Linked DNA regions of Mus musculus: regions 2 and 3 are each linked to region 1. The links are chromatin contacts, called in public HiChIP or PLAC-seq and promoter capture Hi-C maps. All regions are on one chromosome and are shown on one strand. The core of a region is the stretch at or near the end of the contact, and the rest is flanking DNA. Distances in the headings are between cores, read along the strand shown. Region 1 holds the start of Tbx2 (T-box 2). Region 2 holds the start of Bcas3 (breast carcinoma amplified sequence 3). Region 3 overlaps Bcas3 (breast carcinoma amplified sequence 3).

Region 1 (4,544 bases), core at 1,379-3,878:
GGGCAGTCCCCTCCGGCCCAGGCTACTGGTGCTGGATTTGATTGTTGCGGGAAGCTAAGACTACAGACCACGTGAAAGGGGCCTGGGACCACGAAGCCAGCGCCTGCCCGACGCCCCCGCCCAGAACTGCCTGGGAGAGGGAGGGGCGGCTGAGCGCGCGTCCCCCACCCGTCTGCGGGTCCCGGCCGATGCGAAGTGACAGGGGCCGGAGCTTTGTTGTGGAGCCTCGGCCGCCTGGCGCCAGGCGCCCTCGTCCGTGCCCTCCCCCTCCAGCCCCGGGCGGCCCGCGAGGCGCCCCCCGGGGCCTCTTAAAGAGACACGCACACTCTGCCCAGGGGACTCCCCCAGGGGCGCCTGTTCCTGGGAAGGGGAGATGAGTGGGGGTAGACCCAGGCGGGGGTAGGGCGAAGCAGGAGTTGCGAGCCGCAAGGCGCCGCTCGAGAGGCTGCTTAGGCCGCCCCAGCACCAGTTTTCGATGCTACAAGGATATTCTAAGAAAATTTTGTTGGGGATGGGTCGATAAAGAATCTTAAGAGCGGCTAAAGCAGGTCATCCAGGTGACTACGTGATGGGGGTGGGGGTGGGGGGGTGGCTGGAGCTGTTGGTGGAAACCCAACCTGCCCTGAAAACGTCTCTGACCAGTCGCAGGTCCTTAGCTCTATAGGTGGGATTCAGATCCCCTAATGTAGCCACTGGGCGACAGCTGTCCGATTTCGTGGACCAATAACTCAGACCTTCATGTTTTAACTCTCAGGCCTAAACGGGTAGACCAGCTACTGTATGCTACCCAGGAAAATGACCAAAATACATACTTCGATACATACACATTTTTACAAGGTACTAAAGTGCCTGTCCCCATACACACAACTTAGCAAATGTCCTGCCAACTCGGAAAGCTGAACTGACTACTTCTTGTTCACCTCACTAACTGTCCAAGTGTGTTCAGACACATCTCTCCTGGAGGAGCCACATCCTGTCTGAATTGGAAGCAGTGCAAAGCTGCAATGGATCTCTCACCGGCTGCGAACACCGCGAAGCTAGAGCTGAAGGTTCACTGTGGGCAGAGAAAAGAGTGAGAAAAGCGACCTAGGAGTAAGGTCCTGAAGAAAAACCCAGTGGGGCAGGCGCGCACAGGGTTATGAAGAATTACAAGCGCCTGGTGTTGGCTCAGATGTATAGGAAAAAAGGTCGTGGAGGCCAAACGACTCCTGCTGGTCTCAACCCCGTACTGCCGGGGGCAACTAGCTTTTAAACGCCTTTCTGGGCGGTCAGCTACCAAGTGCCTGAAGACCTGGTGTATGCAGCGGAGGGGCAAGCTGCCTGGGCCACTTACGTGGTAGGTGCCTACCACGGGGACATAGGGCTGGAGCGGCAGAATTCGCTTATACTGGTTGGGAGGGTGGGAGTATCCACTGTGGCTAGTTCACACCCTGCTTCCCCTCCCCAACAAGCACAAGGGTGTGAGCCTCAACCCTAAACAGGCAAGTGTATGATCGTTTTACTCTGGGCACACCTGATTATGGTTTTACACACACACACACACAGAGAGAGAGAGAGAGAGAGAGAAAGAGAGAGAGAGAGAGAGAGAGAGAGAGAGAGAGAGAGAGAGAGAGAGAGAGAGAGAGAGAGAGGAAGATGCATTGGGGCTGTTGCCAGAGAGATAACGAAGACTGATCGTCGAAGGGGGTGTTCACACTTGCTGGCAAACACCTCGATTCCCATCCGCATTACTCAGCTTTCCTGAACTAGGGAGCCTTGAGCTTCCAAGGGACGGAAACAATCTCTAGAGAAGTGACTGAGAAGAAAAGATGCCAGAGTTTAGGAAGAGATAGATGGGCTTGCATCTCCAGTACCGGATGCGGCGAAAATTCCTTCTGGCGCGTGTGGAGAATCTGAGTTCTAGGATCAACTAGCGCGGCACCGCCTTGGGCTCTGTAGAAGGTGCGCTCACCTACCTGGTCCCAAGGATCCATTTTCCTACTCGCCAGAAGGTTTTGGCTTAGTGACCTGACACAGACCTTCTTTAGGCTAAATGCCCGGCCCTTCTGGAACCCCAGGTTCCTGAGTCTACGAGGGGAGGAGCAGGTGGGGGTGGGGACCCTTCGTTTCCCCAGCGCAAGGCGGCGTCCCGTTCCCGCCCGTGCCGGCCCCATCAGGGTTCTGCCATGGCTCCCCACTCACCGGCTCCGGACACCTGATTCGGCTCCGGGACCTCGGCCGCCCGAGCCTCCTGATTTGCCCGCCCACCGGCCTCGCTTTCCAGTGCCCGCAGCCTCCCTCTGAAGTGCATGGACCCGGGGCGGTGACCGGGAGTGGGGTGGGAGGCCAGGCTGGGTCGCAGGCAAGAGCGGCCGGGCCTCCCGGCGCGGGAGGGAAAGGGCGCCCCCTCTCCTCTCCGGAACGTGTCAATGCTTTGCACTTGGGGCCGGCATGCGGCTAGGGGGTCCTTCCCCAAGGCCCCGGGACCCGGGCGCCCCCTGCCTCAGGCCCTTACGGCGGGTCAGATCGGTCCTCTGCGCTTTCCAGCCCTCGCCCAGGCAGCGGCGGGCGCGGGCGGCGAGGTGGGGGCCAGGCCAGGGGGAGGGGTCTCGGGGCCCGCTGGCCCGTCATTGGTTAATATTTTATTCTGTTGACATGTTTTCTTACTGCTGAGGCTTCCGACACCTTCTCCCTGGCCTCCCCTCCCGTCCAGAGCTTGGCCTGAGCTGTCAAAACCCCGCCCCCGGAGACCCACAATTGGTCCAAAAAGCGTAAAATCAGCAATCAAGGGGGGCCTGGCTCGTTAGCGCAGGGGATCCGAACAGGGCAGGACATGTGAGATAGTCACAGTTTTCCAGAGATCAGGACAAGATCTAACCAGTCGCGCGTGGTCCCCGGCGCCGGAGCCGGCCAGCCCAGCCCAGCCCAGCCCAGCCCAGCCCCGCGCAGCGCCCCCTCCGCCCCCGCGTCCAGAGCCCTGCGCCCCTTGAGGTGCGCGGGACGGGGAGCCGGGAGAAGCCGCTGCCGCGCCCGCCGCCCGGGCCGTCCGTCCTCCGCGCGCGCCGCCGCCCGGGCCGGGGGTCCGAGGCGCGCGCCCCCGGCCCCGGCCCCGGCTCCCAGGAGCCTGGGCCGGATGTCCCGATGAGAGAGCCGGCGCTGGCAGCCAGCGCCATGGCTTACCACCCGTTCCACGCGCCACGGCCCGCCGACTTCCCCATGTCCGCCTTCCTGGCGGCAGCGCAGCCCTCCTTCTTCCCGGCGCTAGCGCTGCCGCCCGGCGCGCTAGGCAAGCCTCTGCCGGACCCGGGCCTGGCGGGGGCGGCGGCCGCGGCAGCAGCGGCGGCGGCGGCGGCCGAGGCGGGGCTGCACGTCTCGGCACTCGGCCCGCACCCGCCCGCCGCGCATCTGCGCTCGCTCAAGAGCCTGGAACCCGAGGACGAGGTGGAGGACGACCCCAAGGTGACGCTGGAGGCCAAGGAGCTGTGGGACCAGTTCCACAAGCTGGGCACCGAGATGGTCATCACCAAGTCCGGGAGGTAGGACGGGCCGGGCGGGCGGGCTCGGGGACCGCACAGCACCCACCACCACTGGGTCGATGCTCTCTCGGATTGCCCCCGCTCCGGCCCTGGCGCCACACTCCTTTCCACAGACAAGCAAGCTGACTTTTTTTTTTTTCCGTTTGGCTCCGGAGCGAATTAAAAAAGAAAAAGAAAAGCAAACATCTCTCGATTGAAATAAAACGAAAACACGTTCCTAAAGAATAGTCCCAACTGTTCTGAGTCTCAAAGCCCCGGAGACTCTGGCGGGTCTCCACAGCCCCTTGCGGTCTCACTGTTTTTTTTTTGTTTTGTTTTGTTTTGTTTTGTTTTGTTTTTGTTTTTGTTTTTTCCGTCTCCTGGACGGTCTGGAAGTTCCTAAGAAAAGGGATCTTTCCCGGATTCTCCGCTCTGATCACTGGAGTCCATAGTGGGACTAGCATCCCGCCTCCTGCTAGCTCCAGGCTGACCACTTGGTTCCGGCAGAGAGTTGTCCAGCCCACAGCTAGGCCTTGGAGAGAGTCTTGCTTGTCCTTGGAGCTTGGAGCACTGGACCAGCCACCTCTTGAGGCCTTAAAGCCAGAAGAAAAATAAAATCCCCAATCTTCCCAGCACTCCAGTCTCTGAAAGTCCAGGCCTCAGGTTCACCCTGTTCCCCCGAAATTCTAGGCTAGGGTTCCCTGATTAAGCCTCTAAATCGTTTCTCCCAGACAAAGACCTTGATAGTTTATTTCTTCAAGCCCTGTCCCAAGAGTTTATTTCCTCTCTACGAATTTCAAGGCAATTCAGAAAAGCCTAGTGTATCTCTAAAGGGCCTAGTTTCCTTTCCTGGGCATCAACCCTCATCTTAGATCAGAGTGGAGGAAAGGTCTCCAGACTGAGTGCAAAACGCATCCAAAGCTTTACAAAACAGGCTCTGGCCGGCAGAAATAGGATGTCTTGGGAGTAAGAAGCACAGGCTGGGTCTTTCCAGGTAGCAACACAGCACAAGTGGAGGACATTGTGACAAATTATGTAGATAGGGAAGCT
Region 2 (4,544 bases), core at 1,004-3,503, 480 kb before region 1:
AACTTAATTTCTTTTTCCATGTAAGTTCTGGGGAGTGACCTCGGATAGTCAGGCTTGGCAGCAAGGACCTCTACCTGCTGAACCATCTCACAAGCCCTGAGAGGAGGTTTTGAGACCACAAAGGGTTAAAACTAGAAGACAGCTGTATCAGTTCATCACATGGCTACAGCATCTGCCCATTTTCTGCCTATCTCAGGAAACCCTAGAGCCTCATCCAGAGACAACTTGCCTAGTCTGAGAGAATCAGAAGAGGAAAAAAAAAATCCTTTCCTGTTGCTACTGCGGTCCACTAAGACATTTAAGTCAGGAATGTTCGTAGCCACTGGACTGTATGTCTACCTTGGATCCATGTCCACACTGCAAGTTGGAGATGGATAGAAGTAATGTTCTTATTCATAAACATTCCCACTCATTCCCTCTTCTTTTGATTCTAAGCTATGAAGAGCTCAATAAGGAAAAACGTCCCTTATCATTTGGGTGAATGATATGGTCATTTTTGGGGAGGTAACCTCAGTTGAAAAAAAAATGCTTCCACAAGATAAGATCTGGCTCTTAGGCGGGCCTGTAGGGCATTTTAATTAGTGATTGAGGCCATGGTGGATAGTGCTGTATCTGGAGTGGTGGTCCTGGAGTCTATAAAAAATCAGGCAGGGCAAGCCATGAGTAGTAAGCCAGTAAGCAGTACTTTTTCTAGGCCTTTTTACAGCTCCTGTCTCAAGGTTTCTGCCTGGTTTAAATTTCTGTCTTGGCTTCCCTCAGTGGACTTAGGATCTGTATGTCAAATAAAGCCTTTCTTCAACAAGTTTTTTGTTTGTTTATTTTTTCGAGACAGGGTTTCTCTGTGTAGCTCTGGCTGTCCTGGAACTCACTCTGTAGACCAGGCTGGCCTCGAACTCAGAAATCTGCCTTCCTCTGCCTCCCAAGTGCTCGGAGTTCGGAGTGCCCCACCATTGCCCAGCCAGCGAGTTTCTTTTGGTCTTGGTGTTTCGTCACAGCAATAGAAACCCTAACTAAGACATATGGCCATGGAAATGAGTTTTTTTGGCCTTGACCACGACCTCCAGCTAACTCTTGACACTGATGACATGCCTAAAAAGTCTACTTTAACCTGTATGATAGGCAAAGGTACTTTTACGAATTCCTTGTTGGTCATACCTAGCCGCCTAGTCCACATCTAGGCAGGAGCATCATGTCCAAATTCCAGGCCCGTTTATTATTTTTAAAAGAATTATATCTTATTAAAAAAGATTTTTTGGAAGGGACAGTGTTTTCAAACTTGGTGGCACTGGACTGGCTTAGAACTTGTTATGTACACCAGTGCTGGGAATATAGGGAATATAGTGCATGTGTTACTGGAATCCCATAAAAAGAGATTTTGGTACAGGTTACTAGGTGCTCAGGGGAAAGATATATGGGAAAGCTAGGAGTGTGATTGTGGGTTTCTTTAAGCAAGAGCTCCCGGCCTACGACTACTTGAGACTCCATGAACCCTTAAGACGTATCCAATGCCATCTTGCAAAGCCCCAGGTAGTCTTCTTAGACTCTCTATGGATCCCTATATTGTGCAACAAGTTCCCCCTTCCAAAGTCTGGGGCCTCTCCATTTCCAGATGTTCACGAACATCCATTCCTATGACAGTAACCATTAAGGACTCCAACAAAATTTCTTACAGGCCCCCTTATTCAGAGCAAGACGTACTCAGCAGGGGACTGAACACGGACTGCCAGCCTAGACTCCCGGAAGGTAAACACAGCGCCGCGGGCGGGGTGGAGGGCGGGCTCGGGCAGCCTGAGTGGTCAGGTAAAAGTGATTGGCAGCTGCCACGTCCACGTGCTTTTAGCTTCAAATCAGCTGTCGCGAGAATTCGATGTAAACACACCAGTATACCTGGCTTCGGGCTCCTCGCTGGAGACTTCTGGCTGAGGTCCGCAGGTATTTGGTGCATGTAGCGTTTCCTTAAAACAGAAAATCCACCAAGGTGCCTCTTCCAGGCCCGCAGACACGCCTGCCTTTTCTCCCCTGCCGCCTGCATTCACAACCGAACCTGACCCACCCGCTTCACCCGAACTTCCATACTGTTGTGTTTTCCCTCCAGCCCCAGCGGATTGGATGGATTCTGAAGGCGGGTCCGCCTCTTTCCTACTCGCTGGTTGGCGAAGCTGACCTCCAAGGGCGGTGCCGCGCCGGGGCCAGTTTGCTCCTGGGATTGGCTGATGCGGTGGTTCCGCCGAGGCGTGGTAGGAAGTGCTAGCCGTCAATCACGAGGGAGACTCCAAACAGTGAGCCTGAAGCTGGAGAACAGCGTTTACCGGCGGAGCGGCCGGTGAGAGGGCTGGCGGGTCTTTGGCTTAGGGGAGGTTTGGAGAGGGAAAGGGACAGGCAGCATGAGGAAACAGGGCTTGACCAGCCCCAGTTGACGGGGAAAGGTGCTGAAACTGGAGGAGAGCTGGGCAAGAGGCCAGAGGGCGGCCGGGGGCAGTGGTGGTAGGGCTTTGGAGGTGAAGTGTGGAGTGTTGTTCCCGTGACTTTGGGGAGAGTGGGGCCCGAGGGGCTTTCGAGGAGCTGTTCTCAAGTGACAAGGCCTTTAAAGGACAGAGGTGGGGAGACTGGTTCGGGTAATAGAGGGTGGAATGAAGATGAGAGTACTGAGGGGTCTGGTGAAAGGTACTGCCTAAGAAAGGGGTAGCTGGACTAGTTGGGACAATGGGTTGTTTGGGTTGTATAGGAATGTGGGGATCAACAGTTTGGGGTTTTTCAAATGAGGTGGTACAGTGAACCCTTCTTAAAAGTGATGCTTTTAGGCTGTGGGCTTTCCTGAGCCTTGTAAGACATCTTTAGTTCTGTTGCCAGTCCCCCTTTAACCATAATGAAGCAGACTCTGTACTCTCCAAACCACCTCTATGATTCAGAAACTCATTAGATAGTCAAGGTCTGGGACTTACTTAGACTGTGGGAAAATCCAGAGGCTCCTTATATTATACGAGTTTATATTCCAAATTTGTTTACACGCTGGTGATTACGTTACAATAGCTGGAGGTTAAAATATTATTTAAATGTGGCTACACAGTTTTATCTGTCCTCAACAGATTTATCTGAAGGCAGAGTGGTATCCTGTTACGTGTATTTGTTCTGAGGCTCACATGGGCCATCTGGTCTTTATATGGCTGTGCCCTTAAGGTTGACTTTGAACTCCTGATCCTCCTGCCTCTGCCTCTCAGGCATGCATATGCATCACCACCTGTGACCAGCTTTTTAAATTATTATTATTATTATTATTATTATTATATTTTTAAAAATAAAATACTAAGAATCTCAGGCTTACATTGCCCTTGAACTCAAGGCAATTTCCTTGCCTCAGCCTCCTGGGAACTGGAACTGCTGGTATGTTATGTCCCACTGAGCTTTATATTTGCATTTCTTTATTTTTCTTTTTTTAAAGATTTATTTATTTTTATATATGTAAGTACACTGTCGCTGTCTTCAGATATACCAGAAGAGCGCTTCATAACCCATTACAGATGGTTGTGAGCCACCATGTGGTTGCTGGGAATTGAACTCAGGACCTGTGGAAGAGCAGTCAGTGCTCTTAACCCCTGAACCATCTCTTCAGCCCTATATTTGTTTTTCTAAGTGATCCTGTGTTATATAGTTCCCATTTAGTTCTCTGTCTCTTTTCCTCCTAGTTATAAATTATAGGAAGATTCTGCCAAAGACTGAACTGTCTTGACTTTCAGATACTGCATAGTTCAAGGTCAGCCTCAATTCCTGGGTAAGACCCTATCTTAAAAAAAGAAAAGTAACTTCCTGGGTGTGGTGGGTACACACCTATAATCCTATCAGTTGGGCTGGCAGGTCTCTGAGAGATCTAGGCCACAAGTTTCTGGGAAAATTCATGGTTTGTCACAGTTTGGCAAAGGGATATTTAATGAATAATCGTACACCTCTCCTTCTGACACTTTTCTTTTCTCTGGAAACAGGTCTCATGAATGAAACAATGGCTACAGATTCTCCTCGGAGACCCAGTCGTTGTACTGGCGGAGTCGTGGTCCGCCCTCAGGCCGTCACGTAAGCTGAAGAAAGCAGTATTCTAGAAAACAGTTCCCACTCAGAATATCTGTTTGAGCTGGGTGGTAGTAGCACATGTCTTTAGTCCCAGCACTTCGGAGCCAGAAGCAGATCTCTGAGTTTGAGGCCTGCTTGGTCTACAAAACAAGTTCTAGGCCCGCTGGGACTACATAAAGAAACCCTGTCTGAAAACAAGCAGACTCTCCTCCAAAACTCCCAGAGTGTCCATTCGGATAGTGGTTGCTTCTGTAAACACTTTGCACTTTTTGTGTATTTGGAAGGCTATAGTAGTAGTAACAAGGCTTCACAAGAAGGGAACACTCTCAGTGGGGCTGAGCTTGCCGTAAGCCTGAGGGGCTGAGTTTGATCCCTGGGTCCCACAGGTTAGGAGGAGGGGACCAATTCCAAGTTCATGGCCCATACCCCCCCCCCCATGCACCACTAAATAAGTAGATAAATAAATAAAAAATAGTATAATT
Region 3 (4,544 bases), core at 1,038-3,537, 340 kb before region 1:
AGGGCAGCTCCAGCGGCCCCAGTGCTCTCCCCTGGACGCAGAGGGGGGATGACTGCCCTCACTCACGTGTCTCTGCTTGCTCAGAGCTAGAAATAGTAAAATAAATTCTAAGCAAACAAGATATGTGAAAAGAAAACTCAGTTTGAAATTTGTGAAAGTCACGATGTAAATATCCGTAGAGTGGAGCAACATGCAAAGTAAAACCAGGAAACATAACAGATTGGCCACTAGGATGATTACAATTTCAAAGGATAGACAGTGGTTGAAATTTGTAAGCATCTGGGAAATGTAAGATGATTGTCATTTTCAAAACAGAGTTTGGCATTGTCAAGCATTTAATATCTGACCACAGCATCTTGCCTTTCCATAATAAACTCATAGAAGTAAAGCAGCCACACAGAAAGTAGTGTTGAATACTGAATAAATAGCAGTCAGTTTGAGTGACAGTGTTCAGAAAGCGGGGACCACTGGAGAATGGATACAGAGACCGCAGCATGTCCTATTCTGTGCTGTAAGCAAGCCAACTGCTGCTGTTGCTTCTGGTGAACAGACCCAGAACTCCTGTGTGGGTGCTCTTTGACAAGGTCTTACACACCGTCTCAGTCCTAAAGCAGGCAGTATGAATTCATTTCAAGAAAGAGGTCTGTGGTTAGCCTGGTGATGGGGAGGCGATGGACAGTTGCACACATTAGCAATACATTTCTGACGCCTCTGTCTTAGTTTTGATAACAACTGTGTTGATGTATTAGACTCATAAAAATGAGCTCTTAAAAATGAATACATTCATTGTAATAAGGCTCAAGAAAATAGGAATATATTCTGATGTATAATAAGAATAACTTAAACATTTGGAAAAATAAGGGACTTATAAACATATACTTAAATATAAGTATATTACAATTTTCTATTTGATAACACAGACCTACTGCAGATTGTAACGTTACAGTAATTATTTTGGGGATTATGACATAGGCTCTGTTGTGCAGCTCAGGCCTGAGGCCTGGCGTTTTGTTGGTGCAGGCATGCCCAGGTCACAGTGTTCAACACTGAAACCGGAGGGAGAGAGCCATAGGCACTTCCATAATCCTAAAAACCTCAGAGTTCAATCTTTTATTCTCTAACTGCTGAGGTTAGGTGGCTGCATGTATGTTAAAGGAAAAAATGAGTCAGAAGTGCAATGTATGTGTGTAATATCGTCCTTCTTTTGAACCTATGTTGGTTACAGATATAGACAACTCTAGGAATGACATCAACTCAATCATCTCTTTTGTTTTCTTAGCGCTGTTTCCTTCAGTGTTTCTCACAGGATGTTTTGTAGTGCATTTTATAAAGATTTACATTCTTGTTTCCTAAATCGGAAGAGTACATTGATGGGGTTGATTATCAGTGTCTTTAAAAAGCCTAAGTGACTGCTGGAGAAATTCATGCTCTAGGGTTAGATGCTTAGGCCGGAAATAGGGAGCGTGCGTTATGTGGCTCTAGCTACAACATGGCAAACAAAAACAAACAAACAACAACAACAAAACCAAAGCTTCCGAGAGGGGGAGAGACAGAGAGACAGACAGATAACTGTGGTGGGAGAAAGCAATTCAGAAGTGGACTCTGTGTACTTGGGGACTTTGAGCTTTGAGACCACTGGTTTTCTATCAATACTGAGATTCTACTTTTTATTTATTTTACAAATTTGACTTTGTGCCACTGAAAGTTTACAAGTATAGGTCAGATATAACACCTTGCAAAAATTAATGATAAAATATAATTGGTAAATCTTGTTTTATGAGTACTACAGTGTGATGTCCCATTAAGACTTGTGTCTGACCCTGTCCTCTGCTTATGACTCTTTTGGAAGAGAGTGTGAATAACTGGTAATTTGTCTTTGAATTCCCGTGTGTGTACATGTTGAAGAACCATTCAATTAGATAGGTGTTATAAATAGGATTTTGGAAAAAAGGGCAAATCATGTTTCCAAGATTTTATAGCCTGTGCTCACTGCTGTTTTGCTAGTCTTTAATTTCACTCTTTGGTCTGACCAGCTTCGCCCATGTGAAAAGACTTAGCTCTGCAGAAGCCACAACAGCCTCAGCTAAGCTCACTCTCTGCAGCCCCCTCAGACGCTAGAGAACACCACGTACTATCAGGGCGTCAGCCCCCACCCGCCAACACTGAAGCTCATCTATCAAACTTGAGGCTTCAAGTGAGCGAGAGGAAGCTTCCAGATAAACACACAGCAGCGCCTAAATAGCTAATCACTCTGGGCTTCCGCTTCCAGGCCCTATAATTAGAAGCCCTTCTTTTCCTTGTATTCCCAGATGACGCAAATGCTTTTTGTGGCTTGGCACCTCGTTTGGGGCGTGGGTTTAGTTTATGGCCAGGCCAGCGTCTGGTTTAGTCTTCTGATGCTGCATAAATAGTTCTCAAGCCGCAGTCTATGCTGTATGACTTTTTCCTTTTATGTATATGTGCTTTAAAACTTGTTTTCCAGAAAAAAAAAAAGAGCTTACTGTTTTCAGTACGTATGTAAAAGAGGAAACTGTATATTAAGAAAAGCACTTGATTCTGTAGACAGGCACTAGCTGTTTCTTCCTTTCCTCTGCCTTTTCAAGTGCTTATGTTCTAAACGTTTTGTGGAGCGTATAGACTCATTACAGACTAGGAAGCCAAATTTGGATGAATGGAAGAGGACAGCATCTGAGGTAGGATTTGTGTGCATATAGAGGTGCAGATGGTAAGGACTATTGCTCTACAAGAGAGGTTGACTTAGAAACAACCAGAAAGACCATATTTAAAATGCTCAGCTGTGATTGCTACTCACATGTAGAACAGTAGTGGCCTGATTCAGTCAGCCCTTCATTTACATGCTCATTCTGAGGAGAATGTTGTGAGTGTACATTTACACACACACACTCACCCTCTCCCTCTCCCTCTCCCTCCCTCCCTCCCTCCGTTCCTCCCTCTCTCCCTCCCTCCCTCCCTTCCTCCCTCTCTCTCTCCCATTACAAAATGTTTCTGTTGTTTGTTAAGTGCCCCAAACTGATTTTTGTGGAAAGGTAGAATCAGAAGATGGCAGCTGAGTTGGCTTATTCAGACTTCTGTGACTGAGCAGAAAGCAGGAGTGGGAACAGCATGCATGCCTTGAGTCTCAGCATGGCTGGGACGGAGCATAGACACACACAGGGTGGCTCTCAGTAAGACAGGCATGTGAGGGCACCTCATGGCCATTCCTAGATATGGTGGGAGAGAACCTAATGTGTCTATTAATTATTACCCATTATTAAATTAATATAATGGTTGCTACTTTTCATTGATTAAAATGTATATAGCCAGAAAAATGGTTAGCCAGGGAAATCTCACCTTTAGATGGACTGTATCCTCCCATGTTAGTGATAGGCCTTACTTCTGTGCCACTTACTCATGCCCTTTATTACTGTGTGTCAACAAAACACTCAACACAATAAAAGAAAAGAACAGACCTTGGAAGTTAGGTGTGTGCAGCATGCACTATGGAACAGTCAATTTAGAATAAAAAGGGATTATTTCTCAGAACAACAGCTTAAAGCTCAATATTAAAAAGAGAATTTTCTTATTTCCCTAGAAGGGCAGATACCATGACCAAGAAGGCCATTTCCATCTGTTGCACTATGGCTCTGCCAACCCTGGGATTTCCTCAAAAACGGGAAACTCAACTGCTAATTTACGGTAGCTGGAAACCGTGTTCTCATTCTTCCCCAGCCCACTTAAAATAATTCTAAAGCGCCAGCCTGTGGTGGGACATGCCTTCCCCCAGCGCTCTTGTGTCATTAGGCTAAAGATTTAGGTGCTTTGGGGATGATGCAGAGGCAGGAGGATCTCTGAGTTCGAGGCCAGCCTGGTCCACAGAGTGATTTCCAGGACAGCCAGGGCTACACAGAGAAACCCTGTCTCGAAAAATGATGATGATGGTGGTGGTGGTGATGATGGTGAGGAAGAGGAGGAGGAAGAGGAGGAGAAGGAGGAAGAGGAGGAGGAGGAAGAGGAGGATAGTTGTAGTAATAGTAGTAGTATAGTAAGAACCCAAAGTAAAAATAAACGTTCTTCTACTCAAGCAAAGAAAAAGTACGCAGACAAGCAGATAAATTAATCAACATGAACTTAAATTTCACTCCACTAATTAATGTCCTACATGAGAATGTAGGGAATGAAATAATTAAAGTCATATTGGATTATAGAGAGATGCCAGTGGTCCATAATTTGACAAAGCGGCACCACGCAGTAGCTTTTCCTGTCCTCCCAGGCAGGAGGATTGAATTTCAGAATTCAGGTTAGCAATTAATACAGGGACTCCTCTACATGATGGGATAATATTCAGGAAAGAGACAGCACATTGCTGTTTGAAGTAGACAGGCACAGAAGCACAAAGACAAGCAATCTCACACACAGCATCTGCAGTCTCACATTCATTGGTTACCCAAGGAGGTCGCTGTGCTGTGGACAGCAGCTTAACTGCAGGGGACCAAATGAAACTGCATGTTCACAAAGTATGTGTAAGTCTTCCCCCAGAGACTTCT

What was found. Promoter capture Hi-C pulls out the DNA fragments that hold promoters and counts their contacts. HiChIP or PLAC-seq counts read pairs in DNA pulled down with a chosen protein or histone mark.
Region 2: an H3K4me3 HiChIP or PLAC-seq map of craniofacial prominence shows a contact between it and region 1, with 4 times the contacts expected there. The contact joins the promoter of Bcas3 here to the promoter of Tbx2 in region 1. A contact is called at or near these places in 7 of 39 promoter capture datasets (the 3T3-L1 cell line, the HPC-7 cell line, embryonic stem cells and 4 more), 1 of 15 datasets of contacts at CTCF or cohesin (embryonic stem cells), 2 of 484 Hi-C or Micro-C datasets (embryonic stem cells and liver), 17 of 115 datasets of contacts at active chromatin or transcription factors (craniofacial prominence, embryonic basal ganglia, embryonic fibroblasts and 12 more) and 3 of 9 other capture datasets (adipose tissue, liver and macrophages).
Region 3: a promoter capture Hi-C map of the HPC-7 cell line shows a contact between it and region 1. The contact joins the enhancer-like site here to the promoter of Tbx2 in region 1. A contact is called at or near these places in 20 of 39 promoter capture datasets (the 3T3-L1 cell line, 3T3-L1-derived adipocytes, the C10 cell line and 13 more), 2 of 15 datasets of contacts at CTCF or cohesin (CD8 T cells and large pre-B cells), 5 of 484 Hi-C or Micro-C datasets (the G1E-ER4 cell line, bone marrow-derived macrophages, embryonic stem cells and 1 more), 20 of 115 datasets of contacts at active chromatin or transcription factors (the NIH/3T3 cell line, T-cell acute lymphoblastic leukemia, bone marrow-derived macrophages and 15 more) and 3 of 9 other capture datasets (adipose tissue, liver and pancreatic islet).

What each region holds. Positions count from the first base shown.
Region 1 is chr11:85,829,987-85,834,530 of GRCm38.p6, forward strand. It overlaps Tbx2 (T-box 2), which reads left to right and starts at 2,629. Exons shown (of 7, transcript NM_009324.2): 1 at 2,629-3,515. The coding sequence starts at 3,121. It overlaps 2610027K06Rik (RIKEN cDNA 2610027K06 gene), which reads right to left and starts at 2,402. Exons shown (of 5, transcript NR_077059.1): 1 at 2,182-2,402. RefSeq lists an enhancer at 149-534 and a promoter at 2,164-3,154.
Region 2 is chr11:85,350,911-85,355,454 of GRCm38.p6, forward strand. Bcas3 (breast carcinoma amplified sequence 3) reads left to right here and starts at 2,254. Exons shown (of 24, transcript NM_001166643.1): 1 at 2,254-2,323; 2 at 3,978-4,065. The coding sequence starts at 3,983.
Region 3 is chr11:85,490,179-85,494,722 of GRCm38.p6, forward strand. The region is part of intron 13 of Bcas3 (breast carcinoma amplified sequence 3); the gene reads left to right. Among named protein-coding and RNA genes, the nearest start is that of Bcas3, 140 kb to the left of the region's middle. Within about 2 kb of position 2,288, at least 69 of the 459 cell types and tissues checked have an H3K27ac peak or open chromatin away from gene starts, as enhancers often do. A contact at or near this core is called in the HPC-7 cell line, adipose tissue, bone marrow-derived macrophages and 4 more, where this site is marked.